Linked DNA regions of Mus musculus: region 1 is linked to region 2. A link is a contact called in public HiChIP or PLAC-seq data. All regions are on one chromosome and are shown on one strand. Each heading gives the region's core, a stretch centred on a gene start, on an enhancer-like site or on the middle of the called end of the contact. The rest is flanking DNA. Distances are from core to core; before and after follow the strand shown.

What was found. HiChIP or PLAC-seq counts read pairs in DNA pulled down with a chosen protein or histone mark.
Region 1: an H3K4me3 HiChIP or PLAC-seq map of intestinal villus epithelium shows a contact between it and region 2, with 23 read pairs. The contact joins the enhancer-like site here to the promoter of Nedd9 in region 2. A contact is called at or near these places in 3 of 15 datasets of contacts at CTCF or cohesin (the NIH/3T3 cell line, large pre-B cells and pro-B cells), 19 of 484 Hi-C or Micro-C datasets (the C2C12 cell line, CD4 T cells, CD8 T cells and 11 more), 11 of 115 datasets of contacts at active chromatin or transcription factors (the 230-238 cell line, CD8 T cells, the SCID.adh cell line and 8 more) and 3 of 9 other capture datasets (adipose tissue, liver and pancreatic islet).

Annotation. Positions count from the first base shown.
Region 1 is chr13:41,398,058-41,404,803 of GRCm38.p6, reverse strand. It overlaps a transcript of Nedd9 not described here. Among named protein-coding and RNA genes, the nearest start is that of Gm32448, 8.9 kb to the left of the region's middle. Within about 2 kb of position 2,678, at least 108 of the 459 cell types and tissues checked have an H3K27ac peak or open chromatin away from gene starts, as enhancers often do. A contact at or near this core is called in the 230-238 cell line, the C2C12 cell line, Sertoli cells and 10 more, where this site is marked.
Region 2 is chr13:41,355,631-41,361,976 of GRCm38.p6, reverse strand. It overlaps Nedd9 (neural precursor cell expressed, developmentally down-regulated gene 9), which reads left to right and starts at 2,976. Exons shown (of 7, transcript NM_017464.5): 1 at 2,976-3,124. The coding sequence starts at 3,113.

The DNA.
Region 1 (6,746 bases), core at 1,429-3,928, 43 kb before region 2:
GCCTAGCAAACACAGAAGTGGATGCTCACAGTCAACTATTGGATGGATCTCAGGGCCCCCAATGGAGGAGCTAGAGAAAGTACCCAAGGAGCTAAAGAGATCTGCAACCCTATCGGAGGAACAACATTATGAACTAACTAGTACCCCAGAGCTCTTGACTCTAGCTGCATATGTATCAAAAGATGACCTAGTCGGCCATCACTAGAAAGAGAGGCCCATTGGTCAGGCAAACGTTATATGACCCAGTACAGGGGAATGCCAGGGCCAAAATATGGGAATGGGTGGGTAGGGGAGTGGGGGGGGGGACTTTTGGGATAGCATTGGAAATGTAATTGAAGAAAATACGTAATAAAAAAATAAAAAAATAATAATAATAAAAAGAAAATGATCGGACAAAAGAGCCCACAGTTGTCTCACTGTAGCATTTGGCTGAGTGGCACCATTAGAAGTGGGTAGAGCAACCCTGCATAGGGAAAGGCTGTTTGTGTGGGCAACTAGGAAAGTTCTAGGGAGGAGAGACCCAGTTACACACAAAAGAACACAAAGCACTTCAGATTCGTGTTCGCTCACCCTGGCACGCGTGGAAAGGAGGCTGTTTGGGTGTGTAGAAGTGCTTCCCAAAGAGCAAGCCCAGACCAGGTGATGCTCCAAAGTTACAAGTGCCCTGTGAGTTACTGGGTGTCCATTTCTGCCTCCAGTTGTGTAAACAATGCCTTGCGTAATGTGGATCTTGATAATATTGACTCAAAACCTTGAAATAGATGAAGTCATACTGAGTCACTAATAGGAGGGACTCTGCCAGCTGGAAAGGGAGCACGGAGTTCAGCCCAGGGTGGGACAGTGTAAAGAGCAGCGTGAGGGAGTAGGCAGAGATACGGTCACAAGCATTGGCCTCCCAGGCATTGTGTGTGTGTGTGGCATTTGTCATGATCCAGACTGCCCTTGCTGTAAGCAAAGTCCATCCCTTTGTATGGACTTGTTTTGGTAAAAGCTAAGTAGAGAGGCACTATTTATTTATAACCCCGTTTTTCATTTTTAAGTAACCAGTCTTTTGGTGCTAGTTATCATAATGTTTAATGTGCTTATTATTGTCTGGTCATTTTAGAAACAAAATTTCACTATGTAGTCCCAGCTGGCCTAGAGCTCACTATGTAGATCAAGGTGGTGATCTTCCTGGAATTATGGGTATGTGGTGCGTGTGTGTCTGTGTGTGTGTGTGTGTGTGTGTGTGTGTGTGTGTGTGTGTGTATACATATAATTTTCAAGAATGTATCTGTTAGTGCTGAGCATAGTGGCTCTCACCTAGAATACCAGCATCAGAAATTTGAGTCAATCCTCAGCTCTCTAGCAATTGTGAGGTTAGCCTAAGGACTAACTACCTCAAAAAAAAAAAAATCAGATAAAAAAAACAAAAATACCTCTGTTAGGTTTAAGTACACAAAAATATGGAGGTAGATAATCATATACCTATGTAAGTCTCAACATTACAAGCCATCCAACATACCTTGTCCTATGCTGTTTACCTTCAAAGAACCAGGCTAATGAGGCAACATTTTAATAGACTGTTTTTCTTCCCATAGGCTAGCACAAAGTCCATGGTCCCTTTGAAGATCTGCTAATAATCTATAAAAACAAATGGAGCTTGGTGACCAATATTCCCCAGACCCTGCTGCTGTAGGAAGCAGGTTCAAGTGTGCACAGGCCAGTGATTTCGGGGTCCAGAGAGAAGCAACCGGTTGAACCTGGAGAGAAGGGAAAAGCCAGCAGGCAGTTACAAAGGACTAAAAGGAGTTCAAACAATCGAGTGTGTATATGGGATGAACAGTTCTCTTCTTTGCACCCTTGAGGGAGTGTGCATTGAAGTATGACCAGAATGAAGCCAGTAACAGGAAGGGGACCTCCCAGGGCAGCTCCTAGTTATTTTTTCTTGAACACAGAGACTCCTCTGTGGTCTCACTTTTTTGGCTCTGAACCTTGGTCACATATTTCTAGGGGCCGTGTAAGCCAAGGACAGTGGAGAGTGCAGCAAGAAACCAATCAACCTGATGTTAGGGAGGAAAGAAAGACATGCCTGCTGTTATTCATGAAAAAAAAAATGGGACTTCCTCTTTTTTCTAGTTAATGACCTTGAAGTAAATTCGTCAGGCACAACTTGCCCGGTCCAACCAGAGAGGAAACCCTCACTGCAAATCTGGACCAATGCAGCTGTGCACACAGCAAGAGACAAGACAGAGCCCAAGCATAGCCAAAGGAGGAAACAATTGCTTCATTGCATCTGGAGGATTTGAGAGCATAGAGGCTACGGCATCACATCTTCCATTCAGCCTGTCCTTTCCTAGAAGAAACACTCACGGGTGGAAGGAGTGTGAAATTAAAAAATGGCCAGAGGATAGATAAAACAGTAGCACAGACCTGTATTTAATCCCAGTGGAGATTGGGAAGACTGGAGGATCAATACGAAGCAGCATGTTTGAGGTTAGCCTGGCATCTATGAGACGCCATCTTTTAAAAGTAAAAAGATTTATCAGTGGAGGTGAATAGCAGGATCGATTTGTTTTCACCACATAACAAGTTCTCCTTGGAGACATGGAAACCCTGACTTTTCAATTTGGACAAAAGAAAGGCAAGCTCCCGGGCTGGGGAGTCAAGGGAGAAAGCAGAGGGAGGAGTTACTGGCTTGATAGGCTAGCTCAGCCATAGCCTGGTCTGTGAAAGAACAGTTGCCTACTGTCCTGGGACCACCAAGGAGGAGCTTGGGAAAATATATCACTTTATAAGAACCAAGGGCAACGCTGTGTCCTGCAGCTCGGGCTGCTTCTCAATACTCCAGTCCAGTTTATAGAGCAGTGGCACGAATGCAGAATTGAGGGATACAGTCACCCTTCAGCTATGCGTGTGTTTACCATCCCCTTACCAACAACAGCTGGGGAAATGGGTGACAAGGGCGGGGGGGGGGGGGGGGAGCTGAGCAAGCCAGGGAGGCCAGCCTCTAAGATAAAGACTTAGAGTGTCCTTGATGAACTGGACTTTAGCCCCAGCCACCTGTAACAGTTGCAGCAGGACAATGGCTCTGCTTTTTTACAGACAGGAGGGGTGGTCTCACCACCAAGTCAGTTATCCTGAAGTTTAACATCCTCCTGCCTTAGTTTGCTAAGCACTGTGAGTAGGTCCATGAATGCCTAGCAAGGCTAAGGACTTTTTGCCTTTATCCTTCCAAGTCTTACGTTGATGGATTCACTCTCAGAATGCTCCCATTCTGTAGAGTCAACTATGAAGCTCTTAGAATGCGCCTTCTCCTAGTCTCTGGGAGCATTGCCCTCCAAGAAGTAAACCAAAAGCTGGTCACTGCTAAGACCATCCCCAGCCATGTTCCCAAAACCTTCTATAGCACTCTGAGTGGGCTTCTCTGCCCTACTGAAGCAGGGAAAACACATGAGTAAAGGACTCTGAGCTCTTGGGATTGTGCCCATTGAAGGCAATGCTCTGGTGCCATTTATCCACAGCTAGCCTTGGTGTTGCCGTCCTTGTTTAGAACACCCAGCCTCCAATCCTGATAGCCACCCATTCCACAGTCTGGTCTTCTAATTTCTCTGCTTTCTGCTTAAAGCATTGCCTTGTTCCTTTGAGGTCTGAAGCATCTCTAGGGATGGAAAGCATAGTGAGGTCAGCAACCTGAAGGGTGTATGGTCTCCATCCCAGTGCCTTATTGATTACATAAATGTCCCTCATGGTAATGAGTGATAACTTTGAAGGCTTGTTCCCTGGCCTGCCAGCTTCTATACACAGACAGACACTGGAGGAAAGTGTCCCTTGTAGTCCACCCCTGCTGAAGTGAAATGCCCCACAGATTTCTTACTTCAGAGCTACGTCACTGGAGGCCCATAAGACAAGTAGGTTCCCTTGAGGTCTCAGCTGTGCTGAACATGTCTACTTGTTTGTTTTAGGTAGGTAAGTGAAGCTATCATTCCTGGGAAGGAGAGAAATACTGGGAGGTATCGGATCACTGGAGACTTTGAAAATTCAGAACAGTGTGGTGGTGGTACCTGTCAATCCCCACACACTGAAGAGAGGAGGAGAACTTGGAGGTACTGTGGTTCTACCTCCTGTAGGTCAGTCAGTCACTTACTATTTTGTAATCAAAGCCACTGCAGGCGACTTGGTTTCTCAGTTGAAGTTGGCAAGTTGCTAGAAGAACTCTATGCAAACCCTTTTCTTTTTTGGTCAGGCTTGGCTTTCTTTTTTGTTTATCAATAAGGGATATTTATTTCTTAGGCCTTATTCTTCAACGGAAGTTAAGAGATTATTCTTAGAAAATCCCTGGGGGGTGGGGGGAATGAGTCACTGTGTTAGCACACTCTCAGAACTTAAATTGGCACAAGCCAATCAGAGAGGAAGCCATGTTACCATCACAAACTGGATTTCTCTCTGAGAATAGGAGAGAACACAGAACAAACTAAAGGGAACCATGATTCCCTCTTGCTCCTTTTCCCCAAATTCCCAGTTGCTCTCCGAAGAGGCTGCAGTATCCAAGGGTAAAATGGAGCTGTTTACATTGCTGACCTATTGCTTGCCTGACTGGAGTCTAGATCAGACTTGTAATAGTACAAGCTCTGTAGAAGAGCCATTGCAGAGATCAAAGGTCAACTCTATATAACATTACCACTGACATTCCAGTCCCAAACTTCTTGTGTGTATGTGTGTGTGTGTGTGTGTATCTGTGTCTGTGTGCATTCATATTAACATAGGTGCAGATGTGTGCATGCAAAGACCAGGGTTCAACATTGAATGTGCGCTCCTTAATTACTCTCCATCTTAGTATTTAAGCACAGTCTCTCACTGAACATGGAGTTCACTGACTCAGCTAGACCCAGGGATCCTCCTATCCCTGTCTCCCCAGCTCTGGGATTATATGTGCCACACCAAGGTTTCATGTGGGTGTCTTATGTCACACTGAGTACTTCATAGCTATGTGGTAAGCCATCTCTCTCAATCTCACCTTTAGCACATTCTCCCTACATTCACTGAATTCACTAAAATCAAGGAGCTTGGCCTGTTGCTACACATTTCAAAACTAGAAGAAATCAGCACTTTTGTACGAGAAATGCTTTTTGGGAACCCCAGCCTTTCTTTCTAAGTTCAAATATCCCAATTCTTTAATCTTCAACTTTACTTACATTTCTTAAAACAAAGTCTCTCCTTCCAGTTTCAAGAAGATTAGATTTTCTCTGGAACCAGATTAAAAGCCCAAGACAAGATATAATGCTCCCATTTCGATCAGCTGAAATAAATATAACTTTATTGCTTTTCTTCAAGCACTGGCAAATTTTTTATTGTCTTCAAGAGCCAATAACTTCAGCTCACTATTATTTGAGCTTTTTATTAGTAAATGACTTTTTATAAGTATAGTGATTCTGACTGGTGTTTATAGGTCCAGAGTTCAGATCCCAGAACCCATGTTAACTATAAAATGCATGGTGGCTGATTATGGGATGGATCCCCGAGTGGGGTAGTCTCTGGATAGTCTATCCTTTCATCTTAGCTCCAAACTTTGTCTCTGTAACTCCTTTCATGGGTTTTTTGTTCCATATTCTAAGGAGGAATGAAGTATCCACCCATTGGTCTTCCCTCTTCTTGATTTTCTTGTGTTTTGCAAATTGTATCTTGGGTGTTCTATGTTTCTGGGCTAATATCCACTTATCAGTGAGTGCATGTCTAATGACTTCTTTTGTGATTGGGTTACCTCACTACGGATGATATCCTCTAGATACATTCATTTGTCCAAGAATTTCATAAATTTATTGTTTTTAATAGCTGAGTAGTACTCTATGTGTAAATGTACCACATTTTCTGTATCCATTCTTCTGTTGAGGGACATCTGGGTTCTTTCCAGCTTCTGGCTATCATAAATAACCCAGACACTATTGCATATTCCAGCAAGATTTTGATGAAGGGACCCTGGTATAGCTCTCTCATATGAGGCTATGCCGGTGTCTGGCAAATACAGAAGTGGATGCTCACAGTCATCTATAAGATGGAACACAGGACCCCCAATGGAGAAGCTAGAGGAAGCACCCAAGGAGCTGAAGGGGTCTGCAACCCTATAGGTGGAACAACAATATGAACTAACCAGTACCCCCAGAGCTCTTGACTCTAGCTGCATATGTAGCAGAAGATGGCCTAGTCAGCCATCACTGGGAAGAGAGGCCCCTTGGTATTGCAAACTTTATATGCCCCAGTACAGGGGAATGCCAGGGCCAAGAAGCGGGCTTGGGTGCGTAGGGGAGCAGGGCGGGGGGAGGGTATAGGGAACTTTCAGGATAGCATTTGTAATGTATATAAAGAAAATATCTAATAAAAATATTTAAAATAAAAATAAAATGCATGGTGGCCTGACAGCCTGCCGGTGATCTCAGCCTTAGAAAGCACAGAGGATCTATAGAACAAGCTAGCTGGAGATATCAGCCATTTCAGACACACATACACAGAGAGGGGGGGGAGAGGGAGAGGGAGAGGGAGAGGGAGAGGGAGAGGGAGAGGAAATGTACTGATTCTATTGTTTGTTTTGATTGTCAGATTTATGATGTTGTAATGGCTACCAGATTAAAAATCAGAGAATTCTTCATTATAAATTAATTGTGATTGGTGATTTGAAAGAGGATGGCCTCCCTCCCATAGGCTCACATATTTGAATGCTAGTGTCCCCAGTTAAAGACAGATAAGGAGGTATGACTTTGTTGGAGGAAGTA
Region 2 (6,346 bases), core at 1,727-4,226:
CATCAGCATCCAAACACGGAAAAGGCACTTTTAAGAGATCTGTGTTCCAAGTACAATGGGAGCACAGTCAGGGGAAGGAGAGATTTGTTCTGAAAGGGCGAGGTGGGCAGGGCGGGGGCTGTGGACCAGCACACACAAAGGCATTAGTGTGTTGAGCTAGGCCTGATAGCGGACAAGCAGCCAGAGCATTCTCTGTAGAAAGACCCATCTGTGCAATGCCAGTAAGGTATAAATAAGCCTGGGGTGTGGAGGAAAAAAACTGAAACGAGGATTGGCGAAGTTCTCATTATAGTCCACACCAAGGTGTCTGCTTCCTAAGATGTTAGCATATCGATAAGAGACTGTTCAATTCCATCTAAACGCCATCCCCTCTGTCCTCTGGGAAGGGAACTGGTAGTAACGCTGAAGATAGAGAGATTTCGAGGAAGGAAACTAAAGAGAAATCTCTAAATAGAGTGGAGAGTCGGGAGAGTGGCTTACCATACATATGACTAGTAGGATCACACCCAGAGGGCTCAAGGTCTCTGCGTGTCAGCTTTGAGTTCTCTTTGCTGATTCCCCAGGGGGCTCTCCTCCTTGCTCATGGGCTCTAGTTCCTTCACCCAGACAAAATAGCCACTGGGTTCTGCCTGAGCCACAAGCAGTTCCAGTATTTGCTTGATTTCCATGTGTGCTCTGACCAACGTCCAATGGCTACTAATAAAATCCCTCAGAAAGCACCGGGTGCCATTTCCCTGACTCCTGGATGCAGTAGGGTCTAACTGGGCATGGCTTTCTCCAAAGAGGCACCTACTCGTAGGATGCTGGTGAGCGTGGGTTGGGACTGAGCCCAGGGTCCTTGGCGGTTCTGGAAAGGTACCAACCAACCCACTGGTTTCCTGAATAATTTAATTATATAATCAGTTTTTCATATTTTTCACATTCAGCGTCTCAGGCAATCAATACAGAAAGGGCTATTCCTTTATTTACTGAATTTGTGTTTCTCCAAAAGGTTTAGAGGGAGCATAACCAATAAAAACAAAATGACTTGTGTTACTTAGGCTGCACTGAGATCACAGCATGATAATAAGGGCAAAAACAGGGAAATTGTTTTTTTCTCAAAATTCTTAGATGGCTTCCTATCACACTCAAGGAAAACCCTAGCTCTCTTCCCTAGCAGGTACACATTATTATGTCCTCATTTTATAAGGCTAGCATTGCAAAGTTAAGGAATGTGTATCGATTTGCCTGATAGGAATCAAGCCATCTACCCTGAGAAGACAATTTCACAAACGCCTAGCACAGGCTTTGGCAATGTTGAGGTTGAATGGGTTAGCCTTGCTTTAATCCACTCATCTAAGCATGATTCAGCCTGGCTGCTGAAGAAGTCAAAGGAATGCTATCTCTGTCTCCTGGGGAACCAGGACAAATCTAGAGAGAAAGATTTGACTTGTCCTACAAACATAGGTCCCTAGTGTGAATCTTCAGGGCTGCCAGGATGATCCTGCTACCGCAATCTGCTTCGTGCCTAATCTGTGTACAAAAGACCTTGCGAATCACACAGGTTCAATTCGGCTTTGAGATCAGGAAGTAAAAGCCATGACCTGGAAGGGGCCTGAACCGGGATGTCAACTTCACGAAGGTGGCCAGGGACATCTTGTAGAGCAAACTCCAAGCTGCAGCCAAATGTGGATTCAATTGTCAATGTAAACCCTACCCCACCCCCACCCCCACCCCCACCCCCAGAAACCACTTTTATGCGGCATCTGCTCTCCTATGCTTTTGGCTTAAATCATTTATTTTCAAAAGTTTTAATCCATTGGAAATTTAGAAGGGGATTGGGGAGGCAAAACTGATTCTGGACTACCTTAGTCAGGAAAGAAGTAAGAGCTGATTTTTTTTTTCCACCCGAGTCGTGCAGTCTGGCTGGAATGCATCCCAACTGGGGGATAGTCCTGAATACTCCAAGTCCTGAGGCCCGAGGAAAAGAAAAGCCTGTCTTCTCCTGAGTGATTCTCTTTCTCTATAGAAATCTCAGAATGGAACCGCTCTACAAATCATGTCCCGCGCTCTGCCTGAAAGAGGCTGTTCTTTTTTTTTTTTTTTTTTTTTTTTTTAAACCAGGCTTATCAAACAGAAGCGTTCTCCCTGAATAATAAGTGTGAGTGGGCTAATGGGTCATTTGGGGGAGAGAGGTCAAAAGGAAAAGGCCTCGGTGTTCAAAAGCGGAATCTGGCAATGCCAGCGGTCAAAGAGGAGAGTGCTGGCTGGACAGGCGTGATGTATCGGGTGTGTTCTATAGAACCTGCATGGGTTCCCACCTATCCTTTATCCTCGGAGGTCCTAGTGAGAAGAACCGGGAAGGCCTGGTGCTTATGAGTGAGTTCCTTTTCATTGAGAAAGAAATGTTTTCCAGCTCCTAGCAGACTGACTTAGCAAAGTACTTTGAACACTTGGGGGTGAGGGGAGCAGCCACAGAAAAGGGAAGGGGAAGAGAAAAGACAGGGAAAGAGAGCTATCAGCAGGGGTGGTTAGTAAAAAAAAAAGGGGGGGGTACTGGAGACAGAAAACCCTTTGTTCCTCCAGCTCGTTTCATGTAGAGATTGTAAGGTGAATGGCTTTGAAATGAAATGGGTTTATGAACTAGTTGCTAGGTCACAGGAAGCGCGATCGTCAGACTGCTTTGTGAATTCGGATTCTTTAAAACTTAGGTTACTCTCAAAAGGAACGTACCTCCTTTGTCTGGTTCCTATGTCTTTCCTCTTTATATTTTTATTTCTCCGGGTGGCTGGGGCCGCCTCCCCACTTTCTGTTTTCTCCTCCGCCCTTTTGATAACGTGAAAAGAAATGATCGTATTACACGCTCTTTGTCGGAGGGTTTCAGAAGTTAGAGGTGGGCGGGGTGGAGGCGTTACCTTCACCGCCACCAGCAGCCAATGGCGGCGCGGTATGCAAACGAGGCCCGCGCCGTGCTGGTCTGGATCTGGGCTGTGAGCTCAGAGACTCCGCAGTGCGCGGGAGGCGAAGGCTTCTCATTTCCATCCAGCCCAGCGCTCAATGGAGGGGCGGACTCTGCAGTGCCTCACTCACTGTGTGATTCGATAGGACCAGGGCTCATCAGATCACCGCCGAGATGAAGTACAAGGTAAGAGTGCCTTGTACGCCGTCTCCTGAGAAGCTAGAGGCAGCTGTGCCGGCCGGCGCCTTTCCCACCTTGACAACTGGGCAGGGATCCCTTGTGTGTCTGGTTTTGCCGAGCTGCGTCTGATCTCGCTTCCAGGCTTCCCCCGGGTGTACCGCCAGCAGACATGCGCTTTCAGATCCACTAGTTCTTGGTGCATGGTTCTGAAAGTTGTTGTGGGTGGCGGAAGGCGGTGGAGTAGAGTTAGCATAGGAGCCGCCGCCAGAGATCAGAGGGTGTCTAACTCGCCTCGCAGCAGGCAAGTCGCAGGTCTCTGCCTGACCAAAGCCAGCTTGGGGAGCCATAATAAGGAGAGTCAGAACTGCTGAGTCTCTGACAGGTTCTAAAAGCACCTTTTCAGATTTTTGCCTTAAGCACTTGATCTGGGAAGCTGTCTGCTCGAGGTCCTTTCGGTAGAAGCAGATTAAAAACCCAGACACTATCATAGGCGCGATGATGGAGAATTCCCACATCCTTATGAATAAATGGCTGTTAGTCATTTCTGGATAACTCTTTATTGGGGTTGAACGGGTCTGAAAGTATGAAGGCTCCGGCTGGCTTATTTTCCCTGACGCTTACAGAATGTCCTGCTCATAATTTTGGCAGCTCTATTTTCCACTGCATTTTGCACCACGGTTTCTGGGGTTACTCTTGGCAAAATGATTATGCCTTGCTCAGCACATCCCGTCTAATGAGGCAGTTTCCAAGGGACTTGGCCCAGTAGCAGTTCATGGCAATGACTTGGCGGTACTTACTTACGATCCTTTTTTTTAAAAAAAAATTTTTTTTTTAATTTTAATGGTGAAGAGACATGAGTCCTCGACTTTTAAAGGACTGTGTCATTTCAAAAATTCGTTTTGGTAAGGTGACTTAACAGAGCCAGTTAACTGACTTAGCTAGGGGCTAACTTGGCTTCCCTCTGCGGTATGTAGCCTCTGGCCCTTCCTTTGGGATAGAAGGCTGTAGCTAACAGCCACTGGTTCCCTGTCTATAAATCTTGTTCAAAAGCTGTGAGCCAAAGCATGAGTGATAGTTGTTGGGGAAGTTCCAGCAGTCTAAAGACCCAGATATCTATTGTCATCTCCTATCAGCTTTCCATTTCGTACATCTATGGGGAGGGGCAGAAGAAAGGAAAGCTCTAGGAGTCAGTCAGAAATGATGCAGCTTTCTACCTGGCAGGAACAGAATCTTTTTGGAAGTGATGGGGATACATGGTATCAAGCCTGCAATGTTGTTTTTTTTTTTTTCCTTCCCATTCTCCCTGTTGTTGAATCAAGACAGTGTTATAGAGAAAAGAGAAAGGATTAACTCTGTCCATCATTGGGACATTAAATAGCTGGTGTGAACTCTGAGTGCTGTAGTCTAGAAGGTGAGGACATGTGACGACATCTAAAGTCACTTTGGTTCAGTGACCTCATCATGTTTCGCTTTGCTCTTTATGGAAAGAAAATATCATGGGGACTGATGATTTACACTGCAGGTGAGAAACTGCAACTGGGGAATGCTTTCCACTTGGCTGAGTCTGCCCAGAGTTGAACACTTTGCCGAGCAATAGAAATACATGGTTATTTATCATCATCATCACCATCACCATCATCACCATCATCTCATTATTATTGTAGACAACTTCACCAGCAAAAACGCTATGCTCCCCAAGTAAACAACTCACACATGGGCACCCTGAGTTGACCATAGCAGAAGCGAGCCACTTTTCCCTCTGTCATAAAGTCTATTTAGCTAATGAAAGATAACTGTCTTTCAGGAGAGAATTAGTCATTCTGTGTAGGAGATGCTGAAGCAGAGGCATGATGGGTAAAGCGATACAAGTCCGTCACACTTAACTCTCCCCATTAGCTCCGAGGCACACTTATTTTCCCAAAGTAGCAACTGTGGCACACAGAAGTTAAATGATGGGTTTTTTCCGACACACCAACTGAGGAGCATGGGATTAAAAGTGATCTTGATCTAATACTGGTGATTTAAACACTACCAGGAAAGGGAAAGCAAACCCTAAAACAGAAATCATCTGTAACTCCCTAAAACATCCCTCAGACCAGTATGTTCTGGCCTCAGAAAGTTCAGAACTATTCCCTCCCAAGTATTCTCCCAGGATAGTCAGTCTTCTATTTTGTTTCAGTGGTAACTCTGCAAACTGAAATACGAAGTTGGCATTTATTTGTTTAATTGGAGCTACTTAAGTAGTAAAACCAGATAATTATTAGATTGTAAAACCCAGGAGTCTGGAATTATCTCTTAAACACTATGTTGCACATAAACTATAAATTTAGCTTGGGCTTAAAAATGGATCATTGTAAGATTTATAAGTCAGGCTTAAAAGGCTTCTCTTTCTTTTTCTTTCTTTCTCTTTTCTTTTTCCTTTCTTTTTTGTCTGTTGTTAACCAGATGGTCTTGTTTAGCTACTTCAGGGTTCATAACCAGGGTGCAATCAACTTCCACTCAGTTTGTCCTCAAAATACACAGCTCGAGGCAGCCAGCAATTACAACTATGAGGGCTGTGGAATGCAAGCTATTGCTTTAGGTAAATCTTTCCACTTAGTACACATCTAGTCTGCTTTTAGTTTACTTACATTTTTGTTTGTTCGTGGAAAGACTGTCATGGGTGTTTAAGGTTCCATTTCTCTGAGAAGAGTCTGTCTGAATGACAGTGAATTGTACAAACTTCCTTTGTTAAGATTCTACATAATGAAGCCAGGCATGGTGGAACACACCTTTAATCACGGCTCTTGTGGAGTCAGAGGCAGGGGGATCCCTATGAGTTCCAGGCCAGCCAAGGCTACATCGTGAGACCTCGTCTCAGACACAACAACAACAAAATGTTCTATATAAAATTCCTTTAATGTAGAGCCTATGTTCCTTATGCCTCTATGGCCTTGGCTTGCCTGTCCAATAGAAGATGGGAGGATATGAAGGTTGCCAGAGGATATTGCCCTTTCTTCTGCAGGTGAGGGACTAGTTCCAGTCCCTCATCTTTAACTGGAGCCCTGAAAGCCCTGCCCACATAGTGTGGGCCTGGAATGAGGCCCAACCTACTTCATGCCCAGGCCTGGAAGGTGTTCACTAAGTGCAGCACGTGACTGAGTTCTTGCGGCTGAGGCACTTTTGAGGCTTTGCCAAGTTTCAGAACCCTTAAGTGTCTGCAGTCAAAGTTTAATCTATTTTCTAGTC